Linked DNA regions of Arabidopsis thaliana: region 2 is linked to region 1. A link is a contact called in public ChIA-PET data. All regions are on one chromosome and are shown on one strand. The core of a region is the stretch at or near the end of the contact, and the rest is flanking DNA. Distances in the headings are between cores, read along the strand shown. Region 1 holds the start of CAF1b (Polynucleotidyl transferase, ribonuclease H-like superfamily protein). Region 2 holds the start of VAMP714 (vesicle-associated membrane protein 714).

Evidence for each region. ChIA-PET counts read pairs in DNA pulled down with a chosen protein or histone mark.
Region 2: a contact with region 1 is called in an H3K4me3 ChIA-PET map of shoot, with 10 read pairs. The contact joins the promoter of VAMP714 here to the promoter of CAF1b in region 1. A contact is called at or near these places in 2 of 26 Hi-C or Micro-C datasets (callus and vegetative nucleus) and 1 of 2 datasets of contacts at active chromatin or transcription factors (shoot).

The regions. Positions count from the first base shown.
Region 1 is chr5:7,362,607-7,368,259 of TAIR10.1, forward strand. CAF1b (Polynucleotidyl transferase, ribonuclease H-like superfamily protein) reads right to left here and starts at 4,193. Exons shown (of 1, transcript NM_122130.4): 1 at 2,871-4,193. The coding sequence starts at 3,835. The coding sequence ends at 2,999. MS1 (RING/FYVE/PHD zinc finger superfamily protein) reads right to left here. Exons shown (of 3, transcript NM_122131.2): 3 at 5,029-5,653. The coding sequence ends at 5,101. E2F1 (E2F transcription factor 1) reads left to right here. Exons shown (of 14, transcript NM_122128.3): 7 at 89-141; 8 at 216-266; 9 at 344-392; 10 at 480-545; 11 at 626-699; 12 at 785-1,055; 13 at 1,186-1,255; 14 at 1,372-1,899. The coding sequence ends at 1,514. OFP10 (Ovate family protein) reads left to right here and starts at 2,083. Exons shown (of 1, transcript NM_122129.2): 1 at 2,083-2,820. The coding sequence starts at 2,083. The coding sequence ends at 2,673.
Region 2 is chr5:7,404,487-7,410,048 of TAIR10.1, forward strand. VAMP714 (vesicle-associated membrane protein 714) reads right to left here and starts at 1,397. Exons shown (of 4, transcript NM_122141.5): 1 at 949-1,397; 2 at 651-841; 3 at 319-482. The coding sequence starts at 1,168. It overlaps QQT1 (P-loop containing nucleoside triphosphate hydrolases superfamily protein), which reads left to right and starts at 1,544. Exons shown (of 11, transcript NM_122142.4): 1 at 1,544-1,711; 2 at 2,097-2,192; 3 at 2,500-2,544; 4 at 2,620-2,699; 5 at 2,790-2,864; 6 at 2,954-3,057; 7 at 3,145-3,301; 8 at 3,394-3,481; 9 at 3,581-3,653; 10 at 3,731-3,861; 11 at 3,972-4,266. The coding sequence starts at 2,101. The coding sequence ends at 4,023. NAC090 (NAC domain containing protein 90) reads right to left here. Exons shown (of 3, transcript NM_122143.3): 1 at 5,393-5,562; 2 at 4,791-5,077; 3 at 4,273-4,698. The coding sequence starts at 5,552. The coding sequence ends at 4,438.

The DNA of each region.
Region 1 (5,653 bases), core at 2,943-5,442:
ATCTCAGTCACTTGCATTGATTTCTTGTTTTGGGTTTTTGGTTCGAAAAACTATTCATGTTTTATAATTCCTGTTACCAATCTTACAGGATGAAGTACAAAACCTCGCAGCTGAGGAGGCAAGATTAGATGACCAAATCAGGTATTTTCGCAGATAATTTTCCTTCCCTTTTCTGCTGTTTTGTATCATCTTTTTGAGAGTCGACCTGGTTGCAGAGAATCACAAGAAAGATTAACAAGCTTGAGTGAGGATGAAAACAACAAAAGGTAAGCGTCCCCTGCTATTTCTTCTGCCGAAAGGTACAATAAAACATATCTGTTTGTTCTGACGCTCCACTTTTTAGGTTACTGTTCGTCACTGAAAACGACATTAAGAACCTACCATGCTTCCAGGTCTGGTCTCCTTCTAGTAATTACGTGTTTCTCTTTGCCTTGCATTCTTCTCACTGGGGAAACATGTTTTTGTGGTGCCTATTTTAGAATAAGACGCTGATAGCTGTAAAGGCACCGCATGGAACAACTCTTGAGGTTCCAGATCCTGATGAGGTAAGCTTAAGAGCGCACAAAACCAAATGAGCGATGCACTGTCTGTAACGATTCTCACCTCTTATCCTGCCATTAATCAGGCTGGTGGTTATCAGAGGAGGTACAGAATCATTCTGAGAAGCACAATGGGACCAATAGACGTGTACCTAGTCAGGTAACACTGTCCTCAAACGTTATGCTTGCCCTGGATAAATCTGTAACATGGAAGTGAGACTGACATTTATATTGTGCTTTTTTAGTCAATTCGAAGAGAGCTTTGAGGACATTCCTCAGGCTGATGAACCTTCAAATGTTCCTGATGAACCCTCTAATGTCCCTGATGTACCTTCAAATCTTCCATCAACATCTGGTCTCCCTGAGAACCATGATGTATCTATGCCGATGAAAGAGGAAAGCACCGAAAGAAACATGGAAACACAGGAAGTTGATGATACGCAAAGAGTTTACTCTGACATCGAATCTCATGACTTTGTCGATGGTATCATGAAGATTGTTCCTCCAGATTTGGATGTAAGTCCCAACTGCTTCCTCAGCTTAAAATTTTCACCAATGTACATAATCACAGTCTGGAAAAGTAACCATATCTAAAAAATCATGCTTGACTTAATTCATATTTACCTGTATGTTACATTATATACAGATGGGTGTAGATTACTGGTTTCGATCAGAGGTAGGCGAAGTCAGCATCACAGACATGTGGCCAGATGAATGTATCCTTGATTTCTATCACTTTCTGTGATTTAATCTAATCTCTCTTTGAGCTTTTGAGTTTTTTCCTCCCCAAATATGATATCTGTTTAGAGCTCCTTGACTCTTTCATCATTAGCTGGACCAGACTGGAACCAGATGATTACATTTGATCAAGACCACGCTGGACCGAGCGACAACAAAATCTTGGAGCAGCCACAAACTCCATCGAGCCCAACACCAGAAGAATCCACTGCTACGAGATCACCTACAGGTAGCTGAAGTTACCATACCACATTACAAGCACCACCATATATCTGTACATAGAATCTGATTTCGGTGAAACCAGAGTTAATGTTGTACTTGTACAGTAGCTGCATTGCATTATCATAGAATAGAGATTGCAAAATAAAAGTAGAGAAACCAACCCCTTCGTTGTATTCTTCATTTTTTTTCTTTGTTAGCTTCTCAGGCTTAATATAGAATTAGCCTTAGCCCATTGATTTCTTAATATTGGTCTTGTTCATGTGAAACTGCAAAACCTTTTAGAGTTGTAGACGGGTGCTTAGTAGTTTTACATGCTCCATTTCCGGTTTACCAAAAAGGTAACCAGATCGAAACTAAAACATATTTCCGTTCATCAAAAATCTTGACGAAAACATATTGGTTCGGTTGTGGTTTGAGAGATTTCTTTTTGGTTCAAATCGGTTTCTATGTCCAATCCTTTGATATCACTCGAGATAGTTTCTTACAAATGATATCATATATAACTTTGAATTCACCTCAAGATGGTATTATTTTCCTTAAAAAAGAAATCCATCAAAATTGTGCATCTCCAAAGCAATGAGCAATGCTGAATCTCCAAGCTAAGTTAAATGAAAAAAAGGTTCCTCTTTTAACAAACTTTCCCACACCAACATCCTCACTCAATAATCTCAACTTGTTTTCTCTTCCTCTAGTAAAAAAAAAAATGTCTTTCAAGAAGATGATGAAGTATATACTCAAAACCATATTCAAACCCATTTTTATGGCATGCGGTTGCGGCTCTACCGTTCCACCTTCCTCTCACAGCCACTACACCCCGGGACCACCGGTTTCTCCCACGGTTTTACGCAGCCCATGTCCTAAGATCGATGAGAGCGTCGCGATGGCTAAAGAATCAATCAATCCGTTCGAAGATTACAAGAAGTCGATGAATCAGATGATCGAAGAGAGATATATCGAGACGGAAAGTGAACTTAAGGAGCTTCTAAGGTGTTTCTTGGACATAAACCCTTCTCCTCAACACAATCTCATCGTCCGTGCTTTTGTCGACGTCTGTTCACATCTCCAACCACCACACGACCGACGTGGGAAGTCACTTGGGAGATTGCTTCGTCTATATGTTAACAATCCTCTTGATAACAATGATGATGACTCACACCAAACTTCTTCAAAATGAGGAACTAAATCCTCCTCATATCTCTCTCTATATATAGATGTTACAATATTGTGAATAATTTCAATTTATGATTCCATGACTAGATGTAAACTATTAAACAACACCAACAAAAATCAAAGTTATACCTCAAAGCCTAGCTCTAACGTAACGATAATATTTTACTGCACAAAAAGTTTTGAAGTGTAAATTGGTTAAACAAAACCAAATTGAGTTATTTCGTTTTGGTTTTTGGATTTGGTTAAAACGAGAGATGAATAAGATAATTTCGATTTCGACTGTATAAATGATTAACAAAGATTAATTAAATTAATTAATTATAAATCCCTCAAAAAACCTCTAAACCATACAAAACTCCGGCGTGTTTCTCCGCCCCATCCTCAACGAAATACAAATCCCTCATCCTCTGAAACGCCTGCCACGTCAGCAAACTATCCGAACCGGCTTGATGACATTTCCCAACCGCCCGGTTAACTTCAAGAGACCGAGCAACCCGGTCCAAACCACCATACAATCTCTGCTCACAAAACCTCATAATATGTTTCACATCATAAACCCTATCACCGAAGAAAGCTCTAAGCAACCCTAAAAACTCACGCAACGCCACCGGAAGCTGCCGGCGCGTGAGAATCTTCACAAGGTAACCAAAATCATACGCGCTGTGAAACGTCACCCAGCTCACAGACTCGTTACAGATCAACCCCGATGACATCATCAGCTCCGCGAACCTCTCCGATTCAACACCTTCGCGACGGTTCCGCTCGAAATCGATCCCGTGACGACGGAGTAGCTCGATCGAATCAGGAGCGTGTGGATCACGCTCCACGTCGAAGTCACGGAAATTGAATTCCCAGATGTATCGACGGTTTTTTTGACCGCCGAGATCTGGGAGGTTTCCGTCGGCGTCGGAGAGAGTAAGACCGACTTGGATCAAACTTAAAGCGTCAACGTTGGATTTGAGAAGATTGTAGAGATAATTAGGGTTTCCACGGCGGAGAACGTCGAGATCCGCCTTGTAAATCACGCCGGGAAATTCTGTATCCATTGAGATGAATGGGTAATCTTCGACGATTCCTCTGATTAGGTCAAACTCTGACTCGAGATTATAAGCCCAAACGTCACGAATCACGATCACATCGGAGAGATCTGCTTCTGATTTGATCATAGTTTCAAGTCCCGATCTTTTAGGTCTTCTTCTTCGTTGTGAATTTATCAAAAGTCTGTTTTTTTTTGTTGATTTGGTTAATCTGCAAGGTTTAGTTATATATATGAATGTGAGTAAGAGAGTGTTTACGAGGAAGGAGAGGAGAAGAAGTGTGAGAAACGCGCACGTTTATGATTCAATGTGTTTCTTGACTTAGTCTAAGTTGGCTTCTCCTTCGTGTATCGAATTATTGCAATTCAAGTCGTTGTATTTAAGTAAGTACATTAAGCCGACAAGAATAAGAAGGCCAAGTACATTAAGATTTTCTATTGGTTTTTAAGAGTTGAATAAAACATGTAAACGTTACGACTTACGACCAATGAACTTTATCAGGAATATTGCTATATTACCAATAAACACTGAATATGTAACGACGCACTAAAAACGCATTAAAGGGTTGAATCATTAGATTATGATGATGTCTACACGTATCTGATTGTGCTTTAATGTTTTCACGAAATTGTAGCAACAGCGAAGCCTAGGTTGAGCCCTTTTCAGTTTTCATTGTTCCCTAGTTTACTCATCGAATCTCATGACTTTGTTGGTAGTGTTTAGAAGATTGTTCTTCCAGATTTGGATGTAAGTCCCAATTTCTAGAAACAATATCACAAACGTAGATAGTCCGTGGAGTTTTCCATCTTCAGTCAATATAATAAGAAACTTTTTAGGACGTTGACCTTGAACAGAGTTGTTAAACACATGACTGTTTTTCTTTCATTTCCTTTGTTTGCAATAACTTGATATTGTTCCATGTTAATGAAGAAATAATTTATTAATTCCAAATGCATCAATTGTAAAACTAAATTATTTAAATTATGTAAACCTTCTTTTGTTTGTAATTTTGTTTTTGCATCAATTGTAAGCCTAAATTATTTAAAACACTACACACTTCTTTCTCCGCCTTGTGTTGTGAATTATTTTCTGTTAAAATTTAACTGCCTTTTCTTGGAGACAAGCCTTAAGGTTGTTGTCAAGTAAAACTTGGAATCACGGTTGGAGTAGATGACGTCACATGAGTCATCAGGGGAAGAGGAGAGCGACATGTTGATAATGATATTATTAGAACAGTCAGGCTCCAGAGGAGGCAAGGATATGACTTTGTGATTCAACATGTTGGTGATATAGACGCAGGAGGGATCATTAGAATTCACGTTGATCGAGGAGTATAATTTATGTATTATGACGTAATGATAGAAAAAAAGAAGGTTTAATATAACATGAATGATTTAGGGTAAAAAAGAGAGAGGAATAAGATGTTGATCACAACTTTGACAAAGAAAAATGCGAGGCACTTCCTCATTGTGTTGAACACCAACACACCTTGTGTGTTGCCATACTTCACAAATATCACAACACACCATTCTCTCTCCATCTTCTTCCGTTGCTCCACACTCACACTCTATTCTCTTATCCTTCTTTTTATCATCATCTTCATAACATTTCGTCACTTCAATGTTCATCATCATTCCTACGTTCCCTTCTAACACCAATCCCTTATTCCCATTCAAGGCCATTTCATCGACCCTTGTGATCTCTATTTGACCACCCACCACTGACTCCACCACGACGTCTCTTAGTTCCCAATAGATATCTCTAAACACTCTTTCTGCCTCTCCGTACACTTCACTCAATGTTGCATCTTTCTTCACTACAATGCATTCTTGTGGAGGAACTTTTATCTCGTTGTTATGATGATGACATTTCCACGCGATCGTGCAGAATATTCCTAATTCTTCCCCTCGATCTAAGTGTAACGTTTTCGCCGATGTATCTCTAATG
Region 2 (5,562 bases), core at 147-2,646, 39 kb after region 1:
GAAAAGCAGTTTTGTTGATTAATAAAAGTGATCTGGAACTCAAGCATCAAAACAAAACAATAATGAAATTTCTTTAAGCAGAGGTGGAATCAAGGCAGTGTAGTTCCTATCAGCCAAAAATTAGATATTTTGTCGAGGAGAATTTCCCAAAATCGAAAATAATGTTGAATCTTAGAACTACTGTATCTCTAGTTTAAGAAACATATCAATAAACTATGCTGCAAAGGCGAGTTGAAACACCTAGAATGTAGAAGAGCGTATCTCTTAGTTAGCAAAGAAAAGGAATGAAGAGAATCTAGAAGTGAGAGAGATCCTTACAGGAGCTTAGCATTTTTCATCCAAAGAGCTCGGCGAAGGCGCTTAGATTGCTTCCTGAAGTGAAACGAGCTATCTTGCATTGTTGCTGTTTTATCAACAAGAAGCTCAATCCTATCACCTCTTTCCATTATCTTCTCAATGTTCTCTACCATGACCGATCGAATCTGTAAACACGATAACACAACAATGAGATAACAAACTTCATCTTTCACCCAAGACAGATTTAAAGAAGCCTGTGTGAGCCAAGAAGGCGTAATAACTCATAAAAATTCAACCTTTTCAATGGATATAGCTGAGTAATATCTAGAGATCATACGAAGAAACAATTATACCTCACTGACTTCTCCTCTAACACGATTGAGAGTATCAACACTAGGATTACTAGAGAAGAACTCCATCTGCTGATGCAAAACCCTTGAGAATTCATCATTCATTGCATAAGCTGGAGCATTATGAGCCACTTTGCCATAGTTTTTCATGAATCTCATATGAATCTCTTCCAAATACGAAAATGGAACCCTCCCTGAAAATCCAATCACCAACACATCAAAACATAAAACTCAGAATCAATTACAAAGACTAAATCTTCTTAAGAGAGATTACGATTCGGAGAAAGTGAAAAATACTTACTTCCAAAGGTATCATTGGCCATACAGAGAAAGGTAAGACCATCAGATCTAAGAATATGGAAGATATAACGATCTTGAGAGAAACAAAGTCTTTCATCGGAGATTTCCGGTGAAAGCTTCTCGAGGATCCGTCGCACCACGGCGCCTGTGTTTCCCGTAACGGCGCTGAATTCAGCTAATACCACGGTACCTCTCGCTACAACAGCATAGACAATCGCCATCGGAGAATCTTCAATTAGAGTGATTCGATGACAGAGAGTGGAGATCACGCGCTCCGGCGGCGAGAAAGTTCAACGTCGGCTTTGCTGCGATCAGAACAGAGTATAAAAATGCGAAGTTATAAGGTTAGGTGCAAACGTTTCGAATATAACCCCTTGTTTTATTGTTACGTTTTTAATTGTCACCTAAAATATTATTTTGTTACATTTTAAACCCTGATGCATCGGTTTACGGTTTACCAATTTATTAGGCCTTGGTAACTTATCCGAAAACAAACCGACCCGAAATTCACTTTTCGGTTTGGGTTCGGATACTCCAATAATAACTTGATCGTTTCCTTCTTTTTAATTTCGATTATCCGGTTCGGTTCGAGTATAGCACGAATAAACCGAATTAAAATTAAAGCCCTAATTTAAATATACCGATCGAGTCTTCGGCGAGCTTACTTCGCCTTGAATCGAGTCTTCGACGAGTCTCCGGCTGCGAGTTTCTCTTGCTCCGGCAAACAGACCTGTCATTGCTTCTCTCTCCGGCTAACTACACAGGCGAGCTTCTCTATTTATTTTCTTCTGTGTCTCCAGTTGCTTCTGATATAATGAATATGCTCTTGAAGCAAATTGTTTCTCTGCTTCTCTTTCTCCAGTGAATTGTTTGTTGTATTATAAACGAGGTTTAGGAATTGGGTTAATAATATTGGAGGATTGTGTTTGTATTCTGTGTCCGACGAACAAATGACATTTCCGATTTCTATTGTGCTACGAGCTCAGTGTTTAGAAGGGTTTTGATGTTCTCTATTGAATATTCATGTTATGTTAGTTTGATGATTAGATGATTTTGCTTTGCAATTACTGTGTTTTTTTGTCTGACTGGCTCTGATATTATACAACGTGTTTGACTCCGATTGGTATCAATCTTCTTCTTCGTCTTCAGAAGCATGGTGTTTGGACAAGTAGTAATAGGTCCTCCAGGATCGGGAAAGACCACTTATTGCAATGGAATGTCTCAGTTCCTCTCTCTAATGGGCAGGTTTCATGTTCTTTCTCTTCTCTTCTCTTTTTGGATCAAAGAATGAAGCTTACTTGGCTTTTGTATCTGTAATTCTGTTTGTATTGATTGTTTCGCTGTCCCTCGCATTGTAAAGTTTACAAGTTGCAAACTTTAGTAAATAATAGTGTTGAATTCCAGAAATTTGAATTGTCTGACTTTTGAGCAGAGTCATTGTGAAATGTTGTTGCCTTGTCTTTGTTTTTGGTAGAGAGATTTGCAGATTCGTGAGAACTTCTCTGTAAGTAAATTCTCTTAACGTTGAGTTACTATTTTGTTGTTGTTGCAGGAAGGTTGCTATTGTTAATCTGGATCCTGCAAATGATGCATTACCGTATCCTTTTCAAGCCAAATACAACAAAATTGTTAAAAATTGCAGGTGTATGTTGTTTCTTGACATTGATTTTAGTTATGAGTGTGGTGTGAATATAGAAGAATTGATCAAGTTAGAAGATGTTATGTCGGAACACTCGCTTGGTCCTAATGGAGGTGAATTTTGCCATCTTGATTTTCCCTTTTCTTCTTACTTTTGATTTTAATCTTTGGTCAAATTAACAAAGAAACTTTCTAATGTGACAGGTCTTGTATATTGTATGGAGTACTTGGAGAAAAACATTGACTGGCTGGAATCTAAACTAAAGCCTCTTCTGAAGGGTTAGCAACGATATGTCCCTTCTTCTTCTTCTTCTTTTCGTGGTCATAATATCTCTTTCTTAAAGTAAAACGTTTTGAATTGTTTGCAGATCATTACATTCTCTTTGATTTTCCTGGCCAAGTGGAATTGTTCTTCATTCATGACAGTACCAAGAATGTTCTCACGAAGCTGATTAAATCATTGAACCTTAGAGTATGTGCTTTACTTCACTTATTACTAACTTGCTAAATGAACCTTACTTAGGAGTCTACATATCTGATGAATTTCTTTGTTCTGCAGTTAACTGCTGTGCAACTAATTGATTCCCATCTATGTTGTGATCCCGGGAACTACGTAAGTTCGCTACTTCTCTCCTTATCCACAATGCTTCACATGGAACTCCCACATGTCAATGTATTGTCTAAAATCGATCTGATTGGAAGCTACGGGAAGCTAGGTATTAATAATCTATCTATGGTTTTGTTCTCATAACATCGAATTTTCAAATGTATACTGTGGACTCACTAACTAGGATCTCTGTGCATGTAGCTTTCAATTTAGATTTCTATACCGATGTTCAAGACTTGTCATACTTGGAGCACCATCTTAGTCAAGATCCTCGCTCTGCTAAGTACAGGTTCGATGTAAACATCATCTGAATACACATTGAACGGTTAATAATTATCCATTTAGAAGCATGCTCAATATCTCATGAGCTTGATGTTTCTCATTGCAGAAAACTAACAAAAGAGCTATGTAGTGTCATTGAAGATTACAGTCTTGTTAATTTTACAACCTTGGATATTCAGGTTTGCGATTTCCTTTACCTCTCTCTCTCTTTCTCTCTGTACAAGCATCTTTTCGCAATTTTCTTTTTTGTTTTCAGGATAAAGAAAGTGTTGGGGATCTAGTAAAGCTCATCGACAAGAGCAATGGATACATATTTGCCGGCATTGATGCAAGTGTGGTTGAATACAGCAAGATTGCAATTGGTCAAACTGATTGGGATTATAACAGATATCCTTTTTTAGCATTTTGGATTTCTTAACCATTACTTCTCTCAATAACTCTTGAGTTTAGTTTTACGTCTACTACAAAAGAATTGTTTCTTTGACGATAGTCTTCACAGTCGCAGCTGTACAGGAGAAGTACATGGAAGATGAGGAAATACAAGACTGAGAACAGTGCTTGAAACTTTATATAGAAGAGAGCTGGTTTAAAATATCTCTGAACCAAACCATTTGACGGTTTGTATGAACCTTTTTGTGTATTTTTGAGTTCGGTTTAAGTCTAAACAACATTGATTTACACAACTTCCTGGTTTGGTTCACTGGATTATGCTAATTTTCCAGACGACTAACTTTCTGCCAAATTTTGTCTTTAGACTTTTGAGTTTCTGAATCACACGTGCCCATGACTCCAACATTCTCTAGAAAACATCTCAAATGTCACTGTCTAGGTCATTTATTATTTCTCAAATTCTCACGTTACAAGGTAAAGAAAGAAAAAGAATCTTTCGGGTCATAAAATTCAAACTAACAATAAGCAATTGAAACAAGTTTAAATTTGCTTGATTATAAAATCTATATAGCTTCAAGGCCAAGTCAGCTGTTCCCAGTCCCACATCGGTTCTGATAGTCCATCAACAAACTCTGTGTTCATAGAGACATCAATATGTTCTCCTCCTGAAATCGAAGTTTCCAGTGAGCTTTCCACACGGAACGATGTCTCAGCTACTGCAACATCACTTGTTAGCATTCTCTCTGTCTGCAAAACTCCCTCAGGACGTCTATCAAAAGCTCTGGAGCTTCCTGTTGTTATGTAGACTCGACATAAACTGAACTCACGTCTCAGCTACATTTTTCAAGAAAGCAAAAACAAAAAATCTCGTTATTAAAAGTAACAAGAATGTTCTAATTTAAAAGTTTTTAATTATATGCAAGTACCTTAGGGATTGTGGAAGCGTTGACTGTTTCGTCAACGGCGTGGTACTCATTCATTTTCCATTTAGTTTTTCTTCCTGTGGGTGCTTTTCCAGTGTAGAAAACCATAGTTTTCTTTGCTCCAATCATTTTGTTGTCTTTGGAAAAGACTGGACCAGGTGATCCAGTTGCTTTCCAGTATCCTGAACCAGTAGTTCTACTCGGTCTGCCTCCTCTTGCTTCGCGTTCTTGTCGTGGCACGAAGAAGAACCATTGCTCAGCGTCTCCTCGACATCTCACTCCAGCAACATCTGCAAAATTGTGTGAGTTTCATATATAAAAACATTACGCATATATAGTCTTTATGGCATTCATGTATTTTAGGGGTGTTCAATCTGATTATACCAAACCCGAACCAATTCAAAACCGACTAAACCGATCTGGAATCGGGTTACTATTTTCGTAAAACAAGAAACCCAAACACCAAAATGGAGAAGTTTACGTGCTATAAAACCTAACTTTGTATGATGTCCTAATGACTCTCAAGTAATATTAAGATATGACGATTTTGATGCCATAGTAGATATATATATCGACAATTCAGGTGAGGTTAACCGTTAACGTACTTGGAAGATGACTAGGCTCGACCTCAAAGACGTCAAGTACGGGAATGACACGATGCATTGAGTCATCACTCCTTCCTTCGAGCTGGTTTCGTAGGTAGAACGAAACCAGTTCTTCTTCCGTGGGATAGAAGCGAAACCCGATTGTGACCTCATCGGCCATTTTTGTACGA